Linked DNA regions of Sus scrofa: region 2 is linked to region 1. The links are chromatin contacts, called in public Hi-C maps. All regions are on one chromosome and are shown on one strand. The core of a region is the stretch at or near the end of the contact, and the rest is flanking DNA. Distances in the headings are between cores, read along the strand shown.

Region 1 (7,210 bases), core at 2,185-4,684:
TGGGTGGAGAAAGGATCACCTTAGCAAGAGAAAATAGATAATGTCACAGAGAGGCCCAGGCTCCCCGGAATGTGTTGAACTAAAGGTTGGGACCACGGGGGTCCACAACACCCACGATTCCAAGTGAGGCTGAACCAGAACAATGCCATTTTGTGCTGTTATTGCGACCTTCCTATTCCCACCCTCAGATGTATGACTGGGAGGAAGCAGAGAGTGACCGAAATGGACAGATCGGAGAAATTGTTAGAGAATAAAAACCCCAGAGGGAGAACGGAATGGTGCCCTGGATTAAAACAGTTGCTGTGACGTGAAGAAGCCACCAGGGGGCAGTGCCTCCCTAGCCTTCTCTGTCCAAATGGGCACAATCCCGAGGAAGTCGGAGGAAGAAAGGAAACATAGCCACACGGCTAGGCCCTTGATCCTGGGCAGTTTTCTTTCTTCTTCGGCAGAGCGCACCGCTCCTGCAATTTCGGCGCGTGAATTGCCCTGGGGGTTGAAGGGTGTGACGTGTATGGGTGGGAACCCATCTAGAGCCACCCGGGCGACCCGCTCACGCTGCAGACCCCGGGGGCACCCGGCTCTCAGCTCTCACCCACCATGTCACCCACCATGGCCTCTTCTCCTCCTTCCAGAAATGCTTGGTGGGCAGCCACTGCGTATCAGGCACTTTTCTAGGCCCTGCGGGCACGGGTCGTGCTGGAATCTAGGCTCTGGAGGAGAGGGGCAGAGATCTCCCCGCAGCTCCTCCCACGTGGCCACCACCTCCATCTGTGTCCGGAGCCCCAGACGCACCTGGCACAGCGGAAGATGCTGCAGTCCACCCAGACCGGCCTTTGGAAGGCCAAGTGACAGAAGGCCTTCAGCTTTGTCACATCTTTTGTCTCCTGCACCCGGGGTGTGGCTGGGATAACCCGGAGTGGTGATCGGATGACAGAATCTGCAGGGGCGTGCAGTCACCACCAGGTGGCGCTTAGAGACACCAAAGGGGCAGTGATCTCAAGGGTCGTGATCTCAGGGGCCAAACATTTCTTTGGGGCCACAATACATCACAGTGACAGGGCAAGCAGAGCAGTGCTTTGGAACAGCTCATTCGTCCCCTACTTGCTCAGAAAATTCTCAAGAGTGCTCTGAAGGCGGAGGTAAATATTCACCTGCAAGGTTCGTTCATCCAGCCTCCCAACCCAGGGTCAGGGCAGAAGTAAATGCACTGGTGTCTGCAAGACAAGGGGCTCCAGGGCTGAAAACTGTTTCCCTCTGTATTTTGGATTTCTGTAGTTTCTTTCTGCCTCCTTAACTGGATCCAGGGAGTGGCCGTTGCCTTGGAGACCTGAGGGCAGAGCCCTGGCTTCTTGTGGAAAGTGGGGCTGTGGGGGAAGAGGGGTTCCTGGCTGCAGGATGACCACCCTAGGTAGGTAATTAGTTGTGGGATTTACACACAAAAGCCCCCCTACAGTTATGCAAAGCTTCATACCTCTTCTACTAAAGCCTGTCTGTGCCCATCATTTTGAATCCCTATGGGGCTGGTTTTTGAGCACAGAATTCAGGAGGCTGACACAGCCACCCTCCCCAGCCAGACCTTTGCCTGTCTGGCATTTGATGGCAAATTGCAACTTTCCAGGGCTTTAAAACTCAGGTGTTGAAATCAAGAAAGTAAATCTGTCTTTAAATATCTTTCTCCTTAAAATTTGTTCTCTCTTTTCTTTTTGGCCGCTACCCCTCTGGCACAAGGAAAACAGCAAAGGCTGAAAACAGCAAGGCTGGGCTCTCTCTCAGTCCACCGCACCAGAAAAGAATGTCAGTGTCCTCAAGGTGAGAGTGCTGTCTGCCTCCGAGTCTCCGGCTGGGGGTGACCAGGACACCTTTGTCTCTAAAACGAGGGTCCAAGGTAAGTGGGATTTTTGCCTTGCTTTGGAAGCTGGGTCTGGTTATTCAAAACAATTCTGAATTCTGGGGCGTCAAGGTAGCTTTGGGACTCTGGGTCTCATTAATGCCTGCTTCTTGCTCCGTGAGTAGTGGCCCTGGTAGGGAGAAGGACAGACATCAGCCTTCTAGGTGGCCAGCTTGTCTGCTAATCATCGCGGTTGGCTTGGAGGGATTGGCTTGTCAGAGGGGTGGTGGATCTGAAAGGGCCTGGGCTGGGGGACGGGGCCGGAAGTACCAGCCACACTGAACTGCAGATACAGACAGATGGACCATGCTTGCTTGATTCAGCCTTGACCCCCGCCTCCCCACCACTGTGACTCTCAGACCACCATGTGTGACTCTCAGCAGTTACCTGCTAGTAGACACCCACCTTTCAGTCAGCTTCACAGCCACTGCCTCCACCCTCGCCTCTCAGGGTGTGGTCTTACAAGAACCTGTCCTGTGTGGTCCTGCCTCGACATCATGTCAGCACCTGGCTGCCCTGGCCTGGGACGAGGGACCACTGCTCTTCTTTCCACTATTCCATGCAGGGGTGTGGGAGGTAAGCCTTTCTCTTAAGGCCCCGCCAGGACCAGGCTGACATATTTAGCAGAGGCAGTGAGACACAGAGTGTCCGGGTGGCCTCCTACCAGATGTGGTGGCTCTTAGGGTCATGGGTCCGTCCTCAGGAAGCAGAGTTCTAATGCCACCACCTCTCCCCCAAAAAGAGAGCTCAAAGTGCCCTCCCTAGACCCAGGCCTTCAAGTGGGAGAGAGAGTGGGACGGGAATTTACCTTTGGGACAGACTTGCCTTTGTCCCCAGGCCCAGAGAGAAGAGGAAATGCCTTTTCCCCGCAGCCCAGGGCTCAGAGGCTTTCGTTTCCTGTGCTGGGATCTGCCTTTCCTAGGACATTCGCCACAGGGCTGTTCATCCAGCCCCACCCGTCGGCCCTGCAGGATGGGCTTGAGGAGCAGCCTCGAACCAGCAGCCACTGGAGGATATGGAAATCCAGCCCCTCTGCCTCCCGTCAGCACCAGGTGACGCTCACCTCTGCACAGAGCATCTGCACTCAGCTTCCTGGTGTGGACTTTTGCTGGACTCAAGGGGGTTTTCTCAGAAAAAGGCAAATATGCCTCGGGGCGGATTTAGGTATTATTCCTCCTCATGGACAGTAACCGCCTGGAGCCTTGGAGCAAGGCTTTCTTGGAGCTTAGACAATCTCCAGGCGCGGAGGTCCCAGCTAGGGTACCACAGGGTTTCTGTGTCCCTCTGTCCCCATCTCCACTCCCACTATTTCAAAGCTCTCAGTTTCCCTCCAGCCTCCTACCCTGCCACCTGCCCCCATTCTTGGCAGCTGCCCTAATTTGGGGAGAAAACAGAACCAGCAGTCCCCAGCCCCCAGCTCCCATCCACATGCTGCAGGCAGGTAGGCTGGCTCTTGGCATCTCCTCTTCTCCTGTCACCCTGGAGAAGGCGGGCTGCCCCACCCAAGCAGCTCACCCAAGTTCAGATGGGTGGCTGTGGAAGGCAGCCTTTAAAAAGACTCTGGTCTTTTTTCTTTTCAGGGCCACATCTGCAGCATATGGAGGTTCCCAGGCTAGGGGTCAAGTTGGAGCTACAGCTGCTGGCCTACACCACAGCCACAGCAACTCGGGATCCAAGCTGCGTCTGTGACCCACCCACAGCTCATGGCAACACTGGATCCTTAACCCACTGATCGAGGCCAGGGATTGAACCCATGTCCTCATGGATACTGGTTAGATTCATTACTGCTGAGCCACAATGGGAACTCCACGGTTCTGTCCTGTTTGCCCTCTGGCTCCTTCACTTACTCACTCTTCTGGAAGCCGGCTGCCATGTTGGGAGCTGCCCTGTGGAGAGGCCCATGGGGCAAGGAGCTGAGGGGGACTTGGACCAACAGCCCACAAGGCACTGCCTTCCTCAGTCAAGCAGTCCATGAGGAGCTGACTCCCAAATCACTGAGTGAGCCTGGAAGTGAACCTGGCCTCAGTTGAGCCGTTGGCTGAGACCACAGTCCTGGCTGACACCTTGACTGCAGCCTCCGGAGAGACCCTGAGCCAGAGGACCCAGCTAGGCCCCACCAGATCCCTGACTTGCAGGAACTGTGAGATAATAAATGTTCATTACTTTAAACTGCTAAATTTTGGAATAATTTATTACATAAATAAACTTGTATTTGTTATAGATAACAAATACAATGGCTCTTAGACTTGTCACTTTCTTAGACCTGAAAAATTTTTGAAAAAACTTGAGGGTCCGCATAAGGTTGGCATATTTTTATTTTATTTTTGTCTTTTTAGGGCCATACTCTTGGCACATGGAGGTTTCCAGGCTAGGGGTCAAATTGGAGCTGCAGCTGCCAGCCTACGCCACAGCCACAGCAATGCCAGATCCGAGCCGTGTCTGCAACCTTCACCACAGCTCACGACAATGCTGGATCCTTAACTCACTGAGCAAGGCCAGGGATCAAACCTGCATCCTCACCAGTACTAGTCAGATTCATTTCTACTGAGCCAGGAAGGGAACTCTCTTAATTAATTAATTTATTTTTTAGGTTGGCACCTTTTTAGTTTACAAAATAGATCTTGAAAAATAACAACCAACTTTTTACTCTCATTTTTATGAGAAGTATAGTTTTTTAATTTTATCACAGTGTTATTTACATACAATACAATTCATCCATTTGAAATTTAAGGAAGTTTGGTAATTCTAAACAATTGTAAACTCGCTTCCATAATCCAGATATGGAATGGCTTCCTCATCCTAAAAAGTGTCCTTATGCTCCTTTGCAGTCGATGCCTTCCCAGCGTGGGCCTCACATAACCTTCTCTGTTTAAGAGGAACTGTATGTGAGGAGTTCCCATTGTGGCTCAGTGGTAATGAACCTGACTAATATCCATGAGCACTTGGGTTCGATCCCTGGCCTCTCTCAGTGGGTTAAGTATCCGGTGTTGCCGTGAGCTATGGGGTTGGTCGAAGACGCAGCTTGGATCCTGAGTTGCTGTGGCTGTGGCATAGGCCGGCAGCTGTAGTTCGATCTGACCCCTACCCTGGGAAATACCATATGCTGCAGACGCGGCCCTAAAAAGAAAAAAAAAAAAAAAAAAAAAAAAAAAAGGAAGAATATGTGAATATAAAAAAATGTGGAAAAGATGTAATCTCAAAATAAAAAGCCACCATTAAACCGAGTGCATTAAAAGTTGTGTGTGCCAGGAGTTCCCGTCGTGGCTCAGTGGTTAACAATCCGATTAGGAACCATGAGGTTGCAGGTTTGATTCCTGGCCTTGCTCAGTGGGTTGAGTGCCGGAGTCCAGCTCCAGCAGCCAGGGTATTCCCTCTGGGGTTGGAGAGTGTCGGCAAAGCACACGGAGACAGCCTCTTTGTCCCTTCTTTCAGGGTGCTGGACTGCTCAAATTTTATTAGCATAGGTAACAGTTTATATAGACAGCTTAATTGTAACTTACATCACAGTGCTTAAATAATATTTTCAAAGGTTAAATTTTAGACTACATGGTACAGTAGACATACATTGTGCTCTAAGAATTTTAATTAAAACTAACGGATACAATGCATCATGTAAAATTATAATGGATACAAAACATTATGTGGAAAAAACATTATATGAAAATAAGGCAATTCGGTATAAAAGCGTCTTGTGGTTACTTTTAGCAAGCGCCACCCGTTATTGTTTTAAGCTAATCTTTAACAACTAGAAAGGTCACAAACACAAGAATTTAACATTTACGAAAACTCATTTTTTAGATTAAAGCTTGAGGTACTAACTTCAAAGCATTATGGTCAGGGGACAGTATGAGAAAATATTTTTTATATCAGAGCAACTTAATTTCATAAAACTTAAAAGCTCCCTATAAAACTTATTAAAAGCAAGATTATATTTTTCCATCAAGAATGATGTATGTCTAACCTATTCTAACCTATTGTACACTCCACAATGACCTACTCTAAAACCTATTCTTACTTGTAACAAACCAATGAACACTTCGTTTTTGCTTGCATTAGATCTGAATAGGGGGACTTTCACCAAGGTGAAAATCTTATTATTCTATTACTGTTCCAATATTTGTTGTTCCAATTTTATTGAATCACAAAACAATATAGAAAAATAACAAGGAATAACAAACAAATAACAGAAAAGGCTGAGTAATAAGTAAATAACAGGAAAGACTGAATTTTCCAAGAAGCAACTTTTATTCCTGCACTATTGTGCAAAGCCTTCATTTTATTATTGTTGTCGTTGCTGTTGGGTTAGCAGGTGAGCCTCATTATTTTTAGAACTTGCCCTCGGAACTGTGCCGCCGGGTAAGCCCCTTTCCCTATTTCTAAACCTGCCCTCAGAACCGGGCCGGTGTGTAGGCTTTTTTTCCTCGGTTAGGAACCCTGCCTTCGGAACTGTGCCGTCAGGCTAGTTCCCTTCCTTGGCCTCCTGTATCTCCTCGGCTCCCCGCAGTTGAGGATCTGGCATTGCTGTGAGCTGTGGTGAAGGTCGCACACTCGCCTCGGATCTGGTGTTGCAGTGGCTGTGGCATAGGCCTGCAGCTACAGCTCTGATTTAACCCCTAGCCTGGGAACCTTCATATGTCGCAAGTGTGGCCCTAAAAAAAAAAAAAGTTGTGTATACCAAACTTTAGTTTGTGTATGCATGGCTCTGTTAACTCAGAGACCAATGGTTTTTCAGTACCATTGTTCTGGCTCCCGTGCGTAGCAGATAAACTCGGCTGTTTTAACGAAGAGTCCTGAATACAGTGGTTTAAATAAGATGGAAAAGCAGTCCCCTGGTGACCTAGTGGTTAAGGACTCAGTGTTGTCACTGCAATGGCTTGGGTTATCGCTGTGGCTCGGGTTTGATCGCTGGTCCTGGGAACTTTTGCATGCTGTGGGCGCAGCCAAAAAAAAAAAAGATGGAAGAGTTTTTACTCCCTCACATCCTGTTCCAAAGAGAGGGGAGCGGTTAGGACAGGGCAACGGCTCCACTCTACAAAGTCATCCCGGAATCCAGGCCAGTGAGTCAATTCTGCAAAACTCTGTGACATCCTTCTCTGGGTCTTTCCTGTGTGCAGTTTCCCAGCAAACAGGACAAGAGTGTGTCCACAGCAAGGATCTTTAAGGAAATAACCCAGAAATTTCACATCTGCCTTTTGCTGATACAGCATTGACTCAGATTAGTCCAATGACCAAACCTATGGAAAGATGGGAGACAGGAAAACACAGACTGTGCTGGGTGACCCACTGCCCAGTTAAAAGCCCGAGGATGCTCTCACCAACAGG
Region 2 (7,210 bases), core at 2,991-5,490, 100 kb after region 1:
AAATGCAGTTGCTTATGAAGGGAACATCATAAAAGTTTCTAAACAGCTGTGACCACCTGGGGGTTGCAGAAAAAAATCATAATCCCTAGGACAGGAAAATAAATTGAACCATGTCTTCAGTGCTGTAAGGGAAAGTGAAAAGAAATAAAAGAGAGCTACGGTCCCTTTCCTCAGATTATTCATGGCTTCCTCAGGGAGTGAAATGTCAGTTCTGGCTTTAAATTAAAATGATGCTAAGTTCTGTGACAGTAGCTATGAACACCTGAGGAAGCAGGGGCCAGACAATGAGCAGGAGTCTGGGGAGCGCCTTCCAGGGCTGGGTACCTGAAGGCAGACAAAAGGATGGAGAAGGCACAGCCAGTAGGTGAGGTGTGACTGCTCTCCCCTCCCCTACTCTGGTGTCTGCTCCTGCCACCTCTGTCAGCTTCCCTCCCATCTGGACCTTCACGCACGCTGTCCGTTCCAACCAGAAAGTCTTTCCCGCACTTTACCAGGAGAGCTCATCCTTTGGGTCTTAATCCAATAGTCTCTTCTTGGAAGTCTTCCCTGATCCCTGAGCCCAGGTGAAATCTCCTTGCTCTATGCTCATTGGAACATCAAATGCCCCGCCTTCCATAACACTTATAACAGCAAATTCTAGTTCAGTGTTTTTCTGACTACTCTGACGTACACCCAACAGGGGTAGGGATATTGCCTCCTTCGTGTAAACTCCTACCGCCTAGTGTGGGGCCTGTTGCAGGCTAGGCACTCAAGACTTGTTTGTCGAATGCGTGGCTATACTCTGTCCCTAGACACGTGCTGGTGGTAAAGGGGGAGGCATGCAAAGGTGGAATCAGGGAGAGAAAATATGAGGTCGTTGGGAGTGCAGCACACTGTGGGAGGGCATCCTGTGACATGTCATCTTGGGCAGGGTATAAAAATGCACAGGTTTTGGGAGGTGGGAAATGGTAGGACAGGAAAGGAGGAGGTTGGGTGGCAGGGGCCAGCTCTCCTTTCCAAAGTTCTGTTTGGTTTACCTTTTCTTCAAGAGATCAAGCACAATCTGGATCCCCACCCTCTTCCCCTGGCCTGGGGTGAGGGTTCAAGGAGAGCCAGGCAGTATAGAGCTGGTAGGTTCTGGTCTTAACACTTCCACTAATTCCCTCTGTGGCCTTGAATGGAGTGAGGGTCCTATTATGCCGGTATTACACTTCCAAATATGCAAAAGGGAGATGAGTAAGGTGGTGATGGGGAGCAAATAAGAAGAGGTGTTTGAAGGTGTCTCTACTGCCTTTCTGGACCTGTTTCCTTACCTTGAAAATGAAGGGACTGGGATCATGAGGAATCCCCAATCTATTCCTGAATCTGACGTCTGGTCGAGGTGGGGTGGTTATGGGCATGTTGGGAGAAGATGGGGGTGCACGTGGACATCCCACAGCAGGTTGGCTCTCCTCCACACTGTGAATTCTGGAAGACTATCTCTAGATCAGATTCTGCCACCATTGATTCAACCTAACACTTTCGGGTGAGAATAGAACCTCCCATCAGGCTGTGTTGAAATATGTCTCAACTGAAGCCTATTGCAGAGGTGCAGACTATCCCTAGAGATGATCTTTTCCAGTGCCCTCAGCTGGAGGAGCAGACCCATCACAGCCAAGTGTTTGAACAAAGTAGAGCGTTTCCCCCAAATGTTACCCATGGGGTGACGTTTTGACCCTAGAACCAAGCCCAATCTCCCTCAATCCTGACTCTGTTTGGAAGGAGATAAATGAGGTCAGAGAATTTCAAGAGGGGTGTCTTTATTACCCAGCCCTGCCTTGTTCAGCCCAGAGTATTTAATTCTCCTCTGTTCACTGTTTGCAACTTGATCCCAGGACTTGACCTTCTGTTGCTACAGCTGTTTGGGAGATGAGGCAATTGAAAGGTGAAATTTATCAGCTAAGCTATAAAATGGTGATGATGATGAGAATGGGAGTGTATATGGGTGTGGAAGAGAGGGGTTAGGTTATGGGGGATTAGAAGAGGCGGGAGAGGGAGGCTTCAACCACATCAGCTGCCTTCACATCTATTGATTTAGAGAGATGCTGCCTTCTGGGCAGGAAGTTGGTGCAAAAAAAAAAAAAAAAAAATCTCAAGATGGTATATTTTGTAGCATCAACTTTGGGTTTAACCTCTCCAAAAACAGTTAACTTTGCAGGGGTATAGTTTGGTTTTTGCTGTGGACAGAGGATGTCTTGAACTTTTTCTTTTGTAAATTCAAGAAAGTAAGCCAAGAATTCTGAGTACTCATGTTCCTCTTCAATGAGACAGTGGAGGAAAGGTTTCCAAGGGTGAGAACTGAATAAATACCCCTGAGAATTCAAACATCCAGGGAAAGGGCTCTGCCAAAATAAATCACACCCTCTAGGAACATTTCCTATAATTTGCTTTTTTTTTTTTTTTTCCTTTTTCCTAAATGATCTACTCTTACAAAAGTTTATGAAGGGTCAGGAGTCAGTGGCAAGCAAACTGAACTTTCTCTTCAGATCTATTGGGGACTTACAGCTTGATATCAGACACTGATAAAATCTTTGAAGATCCTTGTTTACTCAAAGTAAAAACCAAATCTTTCTTTTCTACTGTTAGATAGAAATGTCTGCTTTTTCAGTGGTTCTGTGAATTGAGTGACTGAAAAAAAAGCCAATATAAAGCTTCAATCAAGTAAGAAGGCATTGACCTTCACATAAAGACTTACTATGACTTGATTCTTTTAGTTCTTGCCAATTTAAACATGAGATAATTCTGAGAAGTTTTTCACACATGTTGAGATCTAATAAACTCCTCTGAAATCAATTCTACTTTGGGGTGCCGGGAAGAAAACGAACTCCCAACTATATGAATTATTTACCCTTATTTTATTTCATCCTGACACACCTACAAAAGCAGAGATTAATGGATCCCTTTGATGTACAAGGAGGCTCAGTGAGGCTGATTAATATAACGAAGGCCATGAGGCTACACTAGGATTTAACTTAAGTCTCTCAATACTTTTTTTTTTTTTTGGTCTTTTTTTAGAGCCACACCACAACATATTGAAGTTTCCAGGCTAGGGGTCGACGTGGAGCTGCAGTTGCTGGCCTACGCCACAGCCACAGCAATGCCAGATCTGAGCCATGTCTGCCACCTACACCACAGCTCACGGCAATGCCAGATCCTTAACCCACTGAGCGAGGCCAGGGATCAAACCCGCCTCCTCAAGGTCACTAGTCGGATTCATTACTGCTAAGCCATGATGGGAATTCCATCAATACTCTTTTTTTTTTTTCTTTAGAAGTTAAATCATTTTATTTATTTATAACTTTTGTAAAGAATAAAGTTACTGAAGGAAATTTCCAATTTTCCCATGTATACATAAAATGTCTACATTTTTATTAATGTAAAGTTAACCACATATGACTTAGAGAATTCCAAAGCATAATTCATAAATTAACATAAAGCATCACTTAACAAAATTACAGACTCCTTTTTTTTAAGTACCTTGTACATTCAATAAGTGTTTGATTAGTTGCTCTGAATCACAGCACCGAGTAATATTAACAGGTGGTTTCTTGGTGGGATACTTGGGGTATATGTGGCTCTCCTCTCCTCGTTGACTTTGAGAATTTTGCTGAAAAAATATACACCTAATGCTCTTTTTTTTTTTAATTGCTCTTTTTCTCCATGCAGGCTGCAACCAGTGTCAGAGAATGCCACCTTCCTCTATGTCCCTGTGTCACCATTTAAATCCAAGCCTCACAACCCATGGACCATTATAAGTGAGCTTTGGTAGAACTATTTTAACCTGGCTATTCCAAACACAAGATGCCTATGCCCAACTTTTCTATACCAACTAAAAACAATTAAAACCGCTATTAATACCTAGTCAAACCAGAGCTTTGCAAACCCACTGAGAAACATTGTGTTAGGTTACATTTCTTAAGATATGATGTAATTTGGCACTCTAATACTTAGCCCAGATGAAGATTAGCTCAACGTGGTTAGAGTCCAAGTTTTTATCCCATCATCAGGGTGGTAAAATCTAACCCTTGTTCCCCTTCTGGCCTTTTGAGGTACCACTCATCCCCTGCTCTCCATCCTGAGATGTCTCCTCTCACTCTGAACTCTTGGCCCTGGGCACCGATGGGCTGCAAGTGGTCCTGGAAAGCTACTACCGTGGCCCTTCTACAACCTGTCTGTTTGACTAAGTCTTTACTTTCCTCCAAAGCCCAATGCAAGTGTCTACCAGTCCTGGGGACGGGCTTCCACCCTCTCAGATTCCCAGTGCTTGCCGTTTCCTCTAGGGCTCTCCTTCCCTTCAGCTCTCTCTTGGTCCAGCCAGCAGCTACCTTGCCCAACATCCGTTCTGTCTCCTCAACCAGTTGTCTATTCTTTTGATGTTTCAGGCTGTCTGCCTTTTCCAAAGACCTTTCCAGCATTTCAGTAATCATTTGGTGGTAATGATCCTGCCCAGCAAGTGAGTCAACATTTTCTGCTTTGGGGGTTGGTCTGTTCATTTCATTTTCGACAATCGGTGTTGTCAGAACAGGGATTTACTAGAGATGCAGAGAAGCAAATTCCGAGGAAAACGCAAGTTAGGAGCTTCAAATGCAAAAGGTTTCTCTGTGGCAGGGAAATGACTGATAACTGCAGGATCAGGTGAACTTTTCTACAGACTGTCATCCAACCAACTGTGTGTATTCTGGACGTGGCCACTTGCCCAAGTCATCAATTTTCACCACGTTGTTTGGGTGTGTGTTAGAAATCTGATGTGCTGGCATTTATGCAGTTGGAAGTGTTGTTTCACCAACGAGCAGTTCAAATGGGGAATGCTCATGTCTTTACACAAACATCCATGTGCTTTAAAATTGCCAGTATTCAGGAGTTCCCTGGCGGCCTGGCAGCTAAGGGTTCAGCTTTGTCACTGTTGTGGTTTGGGTTTGATCTCTGGACTGGGAACTTCTGCAGGCTGTGCGCATGGCCAAAAAAGCTAATATTCAGGAAGGAATGTCTTATCAGTACATATAAAACAGTGCTTTTAATGATTTTAATTGCCTAGAAAAAAATGATTTAAAAAATTGTTTCCCCCTTTATGCTTTCAGGGATAAAATTAAGTGAAAGAATTAGACACTAGTTATATACGTGTATGATCACAACTGAATAAAGAAAGGTGATGCTATAGGGTAAACACTCTATAAACCAAATCAGTGCTTTCTGGGTGAGTACAAGAAATGGTGAAAAGGATGTAACGGGAATGATACAACTGGGAAAATCCACTGGACTGAACAATAGTTTCAAAGTATCTAAAGCAATCCTTGGAAGGAAATGAACTGCTTTTTATTTTCAAGTGATGGGGTTCATCACATGGTGCCTTTGTGTAAATCAGGAAAAGGTACCCCTCCCTAAGGCGGGATGCGTGCCTGTCTCAGGGGGCCGTCCAGCGAAGTACAAGGTGGACATCTGCCCCAAGCACAGCCTTCACATCTAGGTGCCTGCATGTCCAGGAAACAATTCCCTGGCAAACAGAAGTGATCTTAAAAAGTTAAGTGACCTGAAAAGTAACCCAGCTGGTATATGGTAGAGAAAGGGACTAACTCAGAATTGTTGCTTGAACTTAATCCTGATCAGGAATTTTTTCTTTTTTTTTTTTTTTTTTTTTTTTTTTTTGGCTTTGCCACTTCTAGAGCTGCTTCTGCAGCATATGGAGGTTCCCAGGATAGGGGTCTAATCGGAGCTGTAGCCTCCGGGCCTATGCCACAGCCACAGCAACTTGGGATCCAAGCCACGTCTGCGACCTACACCGCAGCTCACAGCAACGTCGGATCCTTAACCCACTGAGCAACCTCACGGTTCCTAGTCGGATTCGTTAACCATTGAGCCACGATGGGAACTCCAGGAATATTTATTAATGGTCTTTTCTATGAAATACAGAGCTATGCCGCAATATTTACGTATGACAAGGATCCCACCCTTAGGTAGATGATTATAATCCAATATAAAGCTAGTTTATTGGTCATCACTAGATATTGTGATATTAACTTCTCAGAGAAGTGGGAGGCCTTCATTATCAAAGGAAAGCAAACCCAAAATACAACAAAAAGCCCCAAAGCAGTTAACATTGCTCTTTAGGTGTCATGAGAAGGTCAAGGTAGAGAAGGTCATTATTTCCATTCTGCCCACCGAGAGCAAAAACACACAGCAGTATATTCATGGGATTCACCAGTGGGTTCTCTTGGGGGTGGATTGCTTGCAACACTGCATCCCAAATCACCATCTCTTGCATGAGGTGGACCTGCAGAAAGTGCTGACCCCCCAGGACAGATGGGATTCCAAGGGCTGGTTTCTTCCTCATCTTCCCCTCAGACACTCTACCTCCACCTGCCCACTCAGCCAGATCATCAAAGGGAAGACGGAGGCCATGGACGGGGTGCCTCTGCTTCCTGTCCTCTCGCCCATACCTGGGAGCCCATCTTGGGCTTCTCCACCCAGGTCACTAAGGCAGAGTGCCATTTTCTGGCCTCTGGGTCCTTTAAGTCCTCTTAGGGTGTCCTGTTCTCCATCAATGAGCTCTTCAATCTCTTTCCCTCCTGGACTTCTGTCTCGAGCTCTTAATGATGCTCAAGTCCTCCACCTTAATAACAAAGAGCCCTATACACCCCAGTTCTCCTCTAGCTACTGCTTTGGCTCTCCCCTCCCCCCACCCCATTCTCCACCAAGCCTCACTCCTGCCCCCCTCACTGCACTCAGCCTAGAGCGCCAAGATCACTCCCACGTTCCTTCTGTTAATCTCATTCAAGGATTGTGGTCAGCTTGCACCTACATTTCCCACACTTGATGCTGTGGATCCCGCCTTCCTCTGTGATGTACCATCTTTCCTCGGCTTCCATGACCCAAGACGCTCCTGTCACACCTTCCCTCTCTCGGGGTGGTCCTTCTTAGTTTTCTTCTTGTCCTTCTTTTTCTTTCCTCACCCTGCCTCAAAGGATGTGAGCAAAGCTCAGCCCTTAGCCGATTTCCCTTCTCTCTCGCCACACTCCCCTGGGCTCTGCATCTATTCACATTGGTCTCAACCACCAGTCTGATGACTCTTACATCGTTGCCTCTGGCTCAGAGCTTTGAGCAGAGCAAACTGTGTCCTGCACAGATCGGGACCAGGGGGAGCCCAGTGGGGCAGTCAAGGCACACACTTTCAGGAGATACTTTCCCTCAGGTCCTG

The links. A called contact is a pair of places that touch in the nucleus more often than the background predicts.
Region 2: a contact with region 1 is called in a Hi-C map of omental adipose tissue, with 1.6 times the contacts expected there. The contact joins two enhancer-like sites. A contact is called at or near these places in 9 of 47 Hi-C or Micro-C datasets (alveolar macrophages, embryonic fibroblasts, epiblast stem cells and 5 more) and 1 of 2 datasets of contacts at active chromatin or transcription factors (skeletal muscle).

What each region holds. Positions count from the first base shown.
Region 1 is chr3:73,096,312-73,103,521 of Sscrofa11.1, forward strand. LOC110259993 (a long non-coding RNA gene) reads left to right here. Exons shown (of 3, transcript XR_002342622.1): 1 at 1-1,408; 2 at 1,729-1,885; 3 at 2,726-3,523. Among named protein-coding and RNA genes, the nearest start is that of GFPT1, 71 kb to the left of the region's middle. Within about 2 kb of position 3,435, at least 1 of the 83 cell types and tissues checked has an H3K27ac peak or open chromatin away from gene starts, as enhancers often do. A contact at or near this core is called in omental adipose tissue, where this site is marked.
Region 2 is chr3:73,197,126-73,204,335 of Sscrofa11.1, forward strand. The region is part of intron 17 of ANTXR1 (anthrax toxin receptor 1); the gene reads right to left. Among named protein-coding and RNA genes, the nearest start is that of GFPT1, 170 kb to the left of the region's middle. Within about 2 kb of position 4,241, at least 1 of the 83 cell types and tissues checked has an H3K27ac peak or open chromatin away from gene starts, as enhancers often do. A contact at or near this core is called in omental adipose tissue, where this site is marked.